Linked DNA regions of Oryctolagus cuniculus: region 2 is linked to region 1. The links are chromatin contacts, called in public Micro-C maps. All regions are on one chromosome and are shown on one strand. The core of a region is the stretch at or near the end of the contact, and the rest is flanking DNA. Distances in the headings are between cores, read along the strand shown.

Region 1 (3,827 bases), core at 1,060-3,559:
TTGTAGCATAGCAAGTTAAGCTGCTGCCTGCAATGTTGGAATCCCATATGACTGCCAGTTCAAAACCTGAGTGCTCCATTTCCGATCCAGCTCTTTCTATTGCACCTGGGAACGCGGCAAGTTCTCAGGCCTCTGCATCCATATGGGAGACTTGGAAGAAGCTCCTGGCTCTTGGCTTTGACCTGGCCCAGTCTGGGCTATTGCAACCATTTTGGGAGTGAACCAGCAGATGGAATCTCTCTCTCTCTCTCTCTCTCTCTCTGTATGTGTGTGTGTATGTCTCTTTTTCTCTGTGGCTCTAACTTTCAAATAAATAAAAAATCTTCAAACAAACAAGCATAGGATTTGCATTGTATGTACTAGGTGTCTTAAGCAATTTCAAGATGATTTAAAGCATGCAGAGGATGTCCTTGGGTTATATGTGAATAGTACATCATTTCATATAGTGTACTTGGGTATTCACAAGTTTGGCGATGGCCTGGATCGTGGGGCCTCTCCCCAGAGGATACCAAGGGGCACTGGTTTATATGACCGAACACATGGCTGGCAGAGAATAAGCACCCAGTGTTTTGTTAGGGACCAACTGACTTTTTCTCCCAAGAGCCAAATGTGGATATTTAGGGTTTTGTAAGCCACACAGTCTCTGTTTCAACCACTCAAGTCTCCACTGCATACAAAGGCAGCCACAGAGAATATGCAAAGGAGTGAGCAGGGCTATGTTCCAACAAAACTTTATTGACAGAGACAGATGTCAGGCTGGACTTCACCCATGGACTGTGGTTGGCTGACTCTGCTCAAGATTAGCGCTAATGAAACAGAATGGATGCCTTGTATTTAATGTTAAGCTTATACCAAGAGGGAAAGAAAAATAGGAAGAAGTTTTCATAATATATTTTATTACATCCATATGTCATCAATATGCAAAGTCTCTAATGAGATAGTTTTCTGTACTTTGAGTAGGATTTTCAAAATCTGTGCAATTTAAATTCAGTGTATTAGTCACATCTCGAGGGCTTAGTAACTGCCTAACACAGCTGTAGCAAGTGCTTCTCAAACCACAAGTCATAATCGTTTGGTGGGAGGAGAAATCAATGTACTATAAAATAATGAAACTTTAAAAATGAAATGCAGGAGAATAGAAACTATTATATTACACTGCATAGAGAAAGGGTATGGGTTGCCTTCTGCAGTTGTGTCTGCTCATGTGTGACTGCTTGGGCACATGTGTTTGCATGTGTGCATACGTGTTTACATGGCTGTATACATGTGTGCTTGTGTATGCTTTGCACACGCATGTGCTGGCCTGTGTCTGTGTACTGGGTCACAATGAGAAACAGAAGACACATACTTCTTGTGGGTTGCAGTCAAACATGTTTAAAATTCACTGCTTTCCGTGCTAAAGTCAAGTAGAGTCTTTTGTTTGCTTTTGCCTGAACTTCTAAAACCAGCCAAACCAGTTACTAAGTGTCGTGCTGACCATGTGAAAACCACTTGTCAGAATTCCCAACTTTAATCTCTCCATTATCTCTGTACTGCGTTTTAAAGACTGCTCATATTACAGACAGCACACTGCAGCCGGGAGGGGTGAAATGCTGGATCCAGAGCCAGGTGCCTCCACAGTCCTTTTGGGAGGAGAATGAGGTGCTGTGTGAGTCCAGCCTGTAGCACAGTTCCTTTCTTCCCTGCTGGGCCCCTGCCCCTGTGCACGTGATGGGGAAACCGGGTCAGTTCACCCAGCGTTTACGTGTCATTATTTTTGCTCAGGAGCGTTTAGATATATGAAACACAAGTTACAGAGGATTGCTTTAATACATTTCAAATTCAGTAGACACCGGGGGAGAAAGAGGGTTCTTACTGATTTACTCCTTCAAATTATTTAAAGTCCAGTTTCTTAAAATAAATTCAGGATAGACCAAGCCAGTAATTGGATTCTGTTTCCTTCCTTTCCCGTGGGGTTGATACATAGAAAGAACATAGTCATTGGATTTCAGTACTTATCTTACCTCCACTTGAAGATTAGGCCATGTTTGCGAAGACTCAACTTCCTCATCTGTGAAATGGGACGAAAATGGTGACCTTCTAAGGTTGCACAGTAGTATAGATTAGTTGCAAGAATGCATGTTCAGAAGAATGTGTGTGAAAACGTTTAGATGTATGAATTTTGGGTATGAGTCGGTTTTCCTGTCATAGCTAATTTGAGTCCAGAAATGATGTACGTTTCCCCACTTCCTCCTCCTTCCAGAAGGGTGCAGTGTGAAGCCAAGACAGGCCGCTCAGCTCCTGAGTTGGCATGGCCCGATGATGAAGGAGTTTCAGGCTGTGTTTTTGAGACAGCTTTTCTCCACCCATTCCGGTCTCCCTCTCCCACACGCATGGCTTCTCTCAGGAATTCAACAGTCACGAAGACATGGCAGACATGTTTATTTCAAAACCCAAGTAGGCTTTTCAGGTGGTTACCATGGCAGCCAAACACTCGCCTGTCAGTTCTCCAGAAGTGAATTATTAATGAGCTTTGTCCAGGACCCAGTCAGTAAACACAGCCCTTGTTTTCAAGGGGAAGGTGACGTGGCTGTCACAGCAAGCTGGGGTCACCATGAGGGACAGCAGGGGGTGCTGTTGTGGGAAGGATCTGAAAGAGGCAGCCACTCACACAGGCTTCCTGGTTGCTAGCCAAAAACCCCGTTTTCCTGGTATTTGGGTTGCACAAAAGACCAGGCCCCTCTCTGTTTTCCAGAAGGAAGATGCTGAAACTGGCATTTTCTGTTTTTCCCCCCAGACCCGTGTTTTGATCATGCTTCCCACAGACTAAGGCAGCCGTCCCCAGCGACTGGTTGACCAGGCACAGGTTCGTACGCCAGTGCTGCAAGAGAAGGGGGAATGGCGCCCAAAACAAGACAGTCAGAAGGCATACCTTTGCAGCTTCCTGAGACGCAAATGCTTGCCCCTCTGTTTGATTTAGACATAGAAAGCACTGCAGGTCATGGAGAAGCTTCTCAGACAAGGTAATTCGAAGGCAATTTACATAACCTGTTAAGCCTCAGTTTCCACAAGTGTAAAATGGGTTTAATGATAGTCCTAAAATTTGTAGGGGTTGTGTGAGGATAAATGCATAGAAGGTGTATGGCAAAGTTCCTGGCATATGATGTTAGCTTTATGGTAGCAAAATGATCAATCCCTAGACTGTGGATGTGGATACTTCAAAATGTTTGTGAAAAATGGAATTAAAGGTAAGTTATATTTTGGTGCAAAGAATTTTTGAAACTCATGCATATGAGGGGACTTTCAAAAAGTTCATGGAAAATGCATATTATGAATATAAAATTTTTTATATCAAATTTGTCACTTAACTCTACTTCCATAAAATTTTTGAGTTCCCCTTGTATCTGTTCTTCCTTAACATTGAATCTTCCGAGAGCTGATATGACATTTAAAACATAACCTTTGAAAGCCCATGCTTCTTGTTCATTTTCAAAGCTCAGATGGGTTTCCTTTGGCCTTGTTTCAAAGGGAAATGCCTAAGTTATCAGGTTGACATCTTCTCTTTCGTGTTGAGTTCTGGTCTACACTGACATCTCTGAATTTTGTTGCAATGGGGTCTGAAGGTGTTCACATCTGAAGGTGTCCAGAAAATAAGTCTATTTTAAAAGGCATTCTTTTCTGTCCAACACAGTGAAAGGTTAAGATGGATCTTAGATTTAGGTATTCCATTGAATAGACAAACCTGGTGATGGAAAATTAATACGTCAGGGAAATGGGTAAAGCCCAGCAAAAATCAGATGAATGAATTCATTAACTTAATCTTCACTGATTGTTAGAGTCAAGTTTTA
Region 2 (3,545 bases), core at 22-2,521, 150 kb after region 1:
CCGGCACACCAGGTTCTAGTCCCAGTTCGGGCGCCGGATTCAGTCCCGGTTGCCCCTCTTCCAGGCCAGTCTCTGCTGTGGCCCGGGAGTGCAGTGGAGGATGGCCCATTTGGGCCCTGCACCTGCATGGGAGACTAGGAGAAGCACCTGGCTCCTGGCTTCAGATCAGTGTGGTGCGCCCGCCACAGTGGCCATTGGGGGGTGAAGCAATGGAAAAGGAAGACCTTTCTCTCTGTCTCTCTCTCTCTCACTGTCTAACTCTGCCTGTCAAAAAAAAAAAAAAAAAAAAAGGCGGGGGGGGGGGGGGGAAGCGGAGCATGTCCTGGCTCTGGCTCTGGCTCTGGCTCTGCCACTTGCTGGTGGCAAAGTTTGTGCTTTGGTATCCCCACGTGTGGGATGAAGATAAGTTGGTTCCTCATCCCACAAGGGTCTTCTGAGTCCCATTTCAGTCTGCTTACTTTACCATGTACTTATACTGTGGGCCATGCCAGGCACCATTCTAACACCATTCAAATAGCAACAGGCTTAATACTTATAAGTCTGCAAGCTGTGTTCTACCATCTATTGAGCTACAGAAAGGTTAAAGAACTCTATTGATTTAATACATACAGAATGTCAAAGACAGCACCTGGTAGACAGCAAATGACAGACGACAGCAATCATCAATCAACAGTCTCCTGGATGTCACTGTTGTAACAGCTGTAATTGTCTGTGTCCCTTAGACAAGGAAGTGTAGCAGAGAATATGGCAGAATGTCCAGCATATAGTAGTTACTCAGTAAATGATGAGACTGCAACTTCTTCACATTTCCTTCTCACCAAGATTTGTGAATCCCTTTCAAAACACACTGTGTTGATTAAAAAGAAAATGTGGACCATCATCTGGGCCCTCTTTTGTCCCACCTGGGCAACCTAGTCCCACTCGCACTACACACTCAGTCTGTAGTGCAATAATACCCGCTTTCACTCTCTTTTTTCTCATTTTACCTTGAGAATTCAAAGACTCAAGTCAGCCAGCAGCACTCAATCTCCATGTAGACCACGGGATTTCTCAAGCGTCCACTAGGGGGCGCATTATCAACAGGTCAGAGAAGATCAATCTCATGACTTGAAAAAAGCAGAGAAAACATCCATCTCTGCAAACGACCGGAACCTACATGAGGAAAGTCCTGCTGATCTCCTTACATTGCCAGATGAACATATAGAACTTTGTTGTTTAGTTTTTACACACCGTTCTAAACCTTGCCCTAGGGGAAAGTGATCTACAGCAGGGAGTTCTTGCCTATTGAGAGAGGATCCCATATGATGGCTACCCTGGGGGAAAGCCTACTCTGCAACCCAGGCCAGACTCTGTACTTCTGAGCTGCAGTGCCCTGAGACCCAGTAAAAGTGTCTTCAGAGGGTGGAAGAGAAGAGAGGCCAGCTGTGTGCAATCCATCCTGGCCTGGAAGAATTACAAGAGAGAAGCCACTCTTCCTGCGAGCCTCGAGGGTCATTTTCTAGCTCTCCCGCTTTATATGTCTGCTGCTCTGTGCATGGACAGTCCTTACTAAAGAGCTGCTGACTTGACTTCTCTCCAAACATGTGTTGAAGCTTCCCTCTTCTTTGTTTTCTTTCCTCTGTTTTTACGCTTCTGACAGCTTTTCCTGGCATTTCTTTCTTTAGTCCTTAATGAGATTTCAAGAATTCTGGGAGGAGGGGCGATCAAAAAGTGAAACTCTAAGAACTCCAGTATCCCCATTGCCACTGTGACTTGCCTAAGGCCTGTACCTGCTGCAACCTTCTCTCTGCACATCCGTGTGGTTGAGCTTCCCAGGTGTCTCCAGAGCTGGGCTTCTAGATTGCAACCCCTCTTCCTCCCTCCCCCCCCTTCTCAGAGCCTCCCTGAAGCTTGGCTTTGGGAGTGCCTCTGTGTGGAGAGATCCTGGCAATAATAATCCTGAAAATTCCACCCTTCCCCAGAAAACGGTAGGGAAGATCTCTTTTCCATTCCGGTGGTTATTTGGACATCTCTGGGTGGGAAGAGAATAGTTTTTTTAAGAACCAGTTCTTAGGGGAGTTTGGGAGAACTGAAGAAATTCCTAAAACACCTCTGGCTTCCCCCAAATCAAGCTTCATGTTCTATCTGGGTGCCTACAATATATGGAGACAAGAAAAGGGTTGGACATAGCAGGAATGAGGGAGGGAAACCTCTATATGCTGACAGTATTTCATAGTTTTACATATATTATTTCATTTAATTCCCTCACAGTCTTTCTGGTAGAAATTATTCCTATGTTACAGAAGAGGGAACTGAAATGCTTTAATAACTTATGTAAGATTATATGTAAGTCAGTGTCAGGAGTTGGTTTTGAACTGAGAATCTTTGTGGAAAGACCACCATTTTTTTAAAGATTTTATTTATTTATTTGAGAGTTAGAGTTATAGACAGTGAGAGGAAGAGACAGAGAGAGAGAGAGATCTTCCCTCCGTTGGTTCACTCCCCAAATGGCTGCAATGGCCGGCGCTGCGCTGATCTGGAGCCAGGAGCCAGGAGCTTCTTCCCGGTTTCTCATGTGGGTGCAGGGGCCCAAGGACCTGGGCCATCCTCCACTGCTTTACCAGGCCACAGCAGAGAGTTGGACTGGAAGAGGAGCAACCGGCACTAGAACCGGTGCCCATATGGGATGCCGGCGCCGCAGGTGGAAGATTAACCTACTGTGCCACAGTGCCAGCCCCGAGACCACCATTTTAAAACTCAACCTCTGCTACCTTCTCTGAGGTTCTTGCCATTCCTCTTTTAGGGCTGAAGAAGGAGGAAGTGGTTTGGCTGAGACTCGTGGAAAACAGCAGTCACCACATCATGAGGTAAGCAGTCTGGAAGGCTAAGATTGAGAGGGCGGATTATGGGGAGCCCTGACAGGCAAACTCCGGTGCTGCAGGCCAGATGTCGACACAGGCCAGGAGTGGAGCTTGAGGCAAGGGTGCCCAGCCAGACTTGCTTCTCCCTAGGGCATCGTGGCAAGCTTCATACTCACCCATGACCTGATGGTTCTCCTTCCACTAGACACAGCAACTATGAGGTTGTTTATGGTTTCCTAAATTAATTTCTTTGCAATATGATTTAATGGTGAGTGTATCTCCCCTTACTCATCCCAAACATTTCCAGTGGTTTCTAGAAGCCCTGTTTTGACCCCCATTCCTCCAACCTCCCCCCTGGCACAGGGAGCTCTGGAGTGCTGACCTGGTTTGCAGCATTCGGAAATGATCTCATAAATTTAGTTTACCAAGCTTCTGACAATTGGCAATGAAGAAAGTGAAGTCAGAGACTATAGACAGATTGAGGTTCCATTCCTGGTTCTGCCACTTTCAATTTGTGGGGTTTGGAGACCATAATTAATTTCTCTATATCCCCAAGTGTTTCACCTGTTAAAAATCGAGTAAGAGCTTCTTCCTCATCAGTTGTAGGGAAGATTCGAAGATGTGTCAACTCAGACCTCCTTCGATACTTGGCAGGTGGTAACTTCTGTGGGTACTGAGCTGGGAGATACAGATCCTGTATCAGGT

Evidence for each region. A called contact is a pair of places that touch in the nucleus more often than the background predicts.
Region 2: a contact with region 1 is called in a Micro-C map of ear pinna, with 4 times the contacts expected there. The contact joins two enhancer-like sites. A contact is called at or near these places in 3 of 6 Hi-C or Micro-C datasets (ear pinna, embryonic fibroblasts and an unstated tissue).

Annotation. Positions count from the first base shown.
Region 1 is chr1:30,605,267-30,609,093 of mOryCun1.1, forward strand. The region is part of intron 1 of SLC1A2 (solute carrier family 1 member 2); the gene reads left to right. Among named protein-coding and RNA genes, the nearest start is that of SLC1A2, 27 kb to the left of the region's middle. Within about 2 kb of position 2,310, at least 2 of the 8 cell types and tissues checked have an H3K27ac peak or open chromatin away from gene starts, as enhancers often do. A contact at or near this core is called in ear pinna, where this site is marked.
Region 2 is chr1:30,755,905-30,759,449 of mOryCun1.1, forward strand. No RefSeq gene overlaps it. Among named protein-coding and RNA genes, the nearest start is that of CD44, 98 kb to the right of the region's middle. Within about 2 kb of position 1,272, at least 2 of the 8 cell types and tissues checked have an H3K27ac peak or open chromatin away from gene starts, as enhancers often do. A contact at or near this core is called in ear pinna, where this site is marked.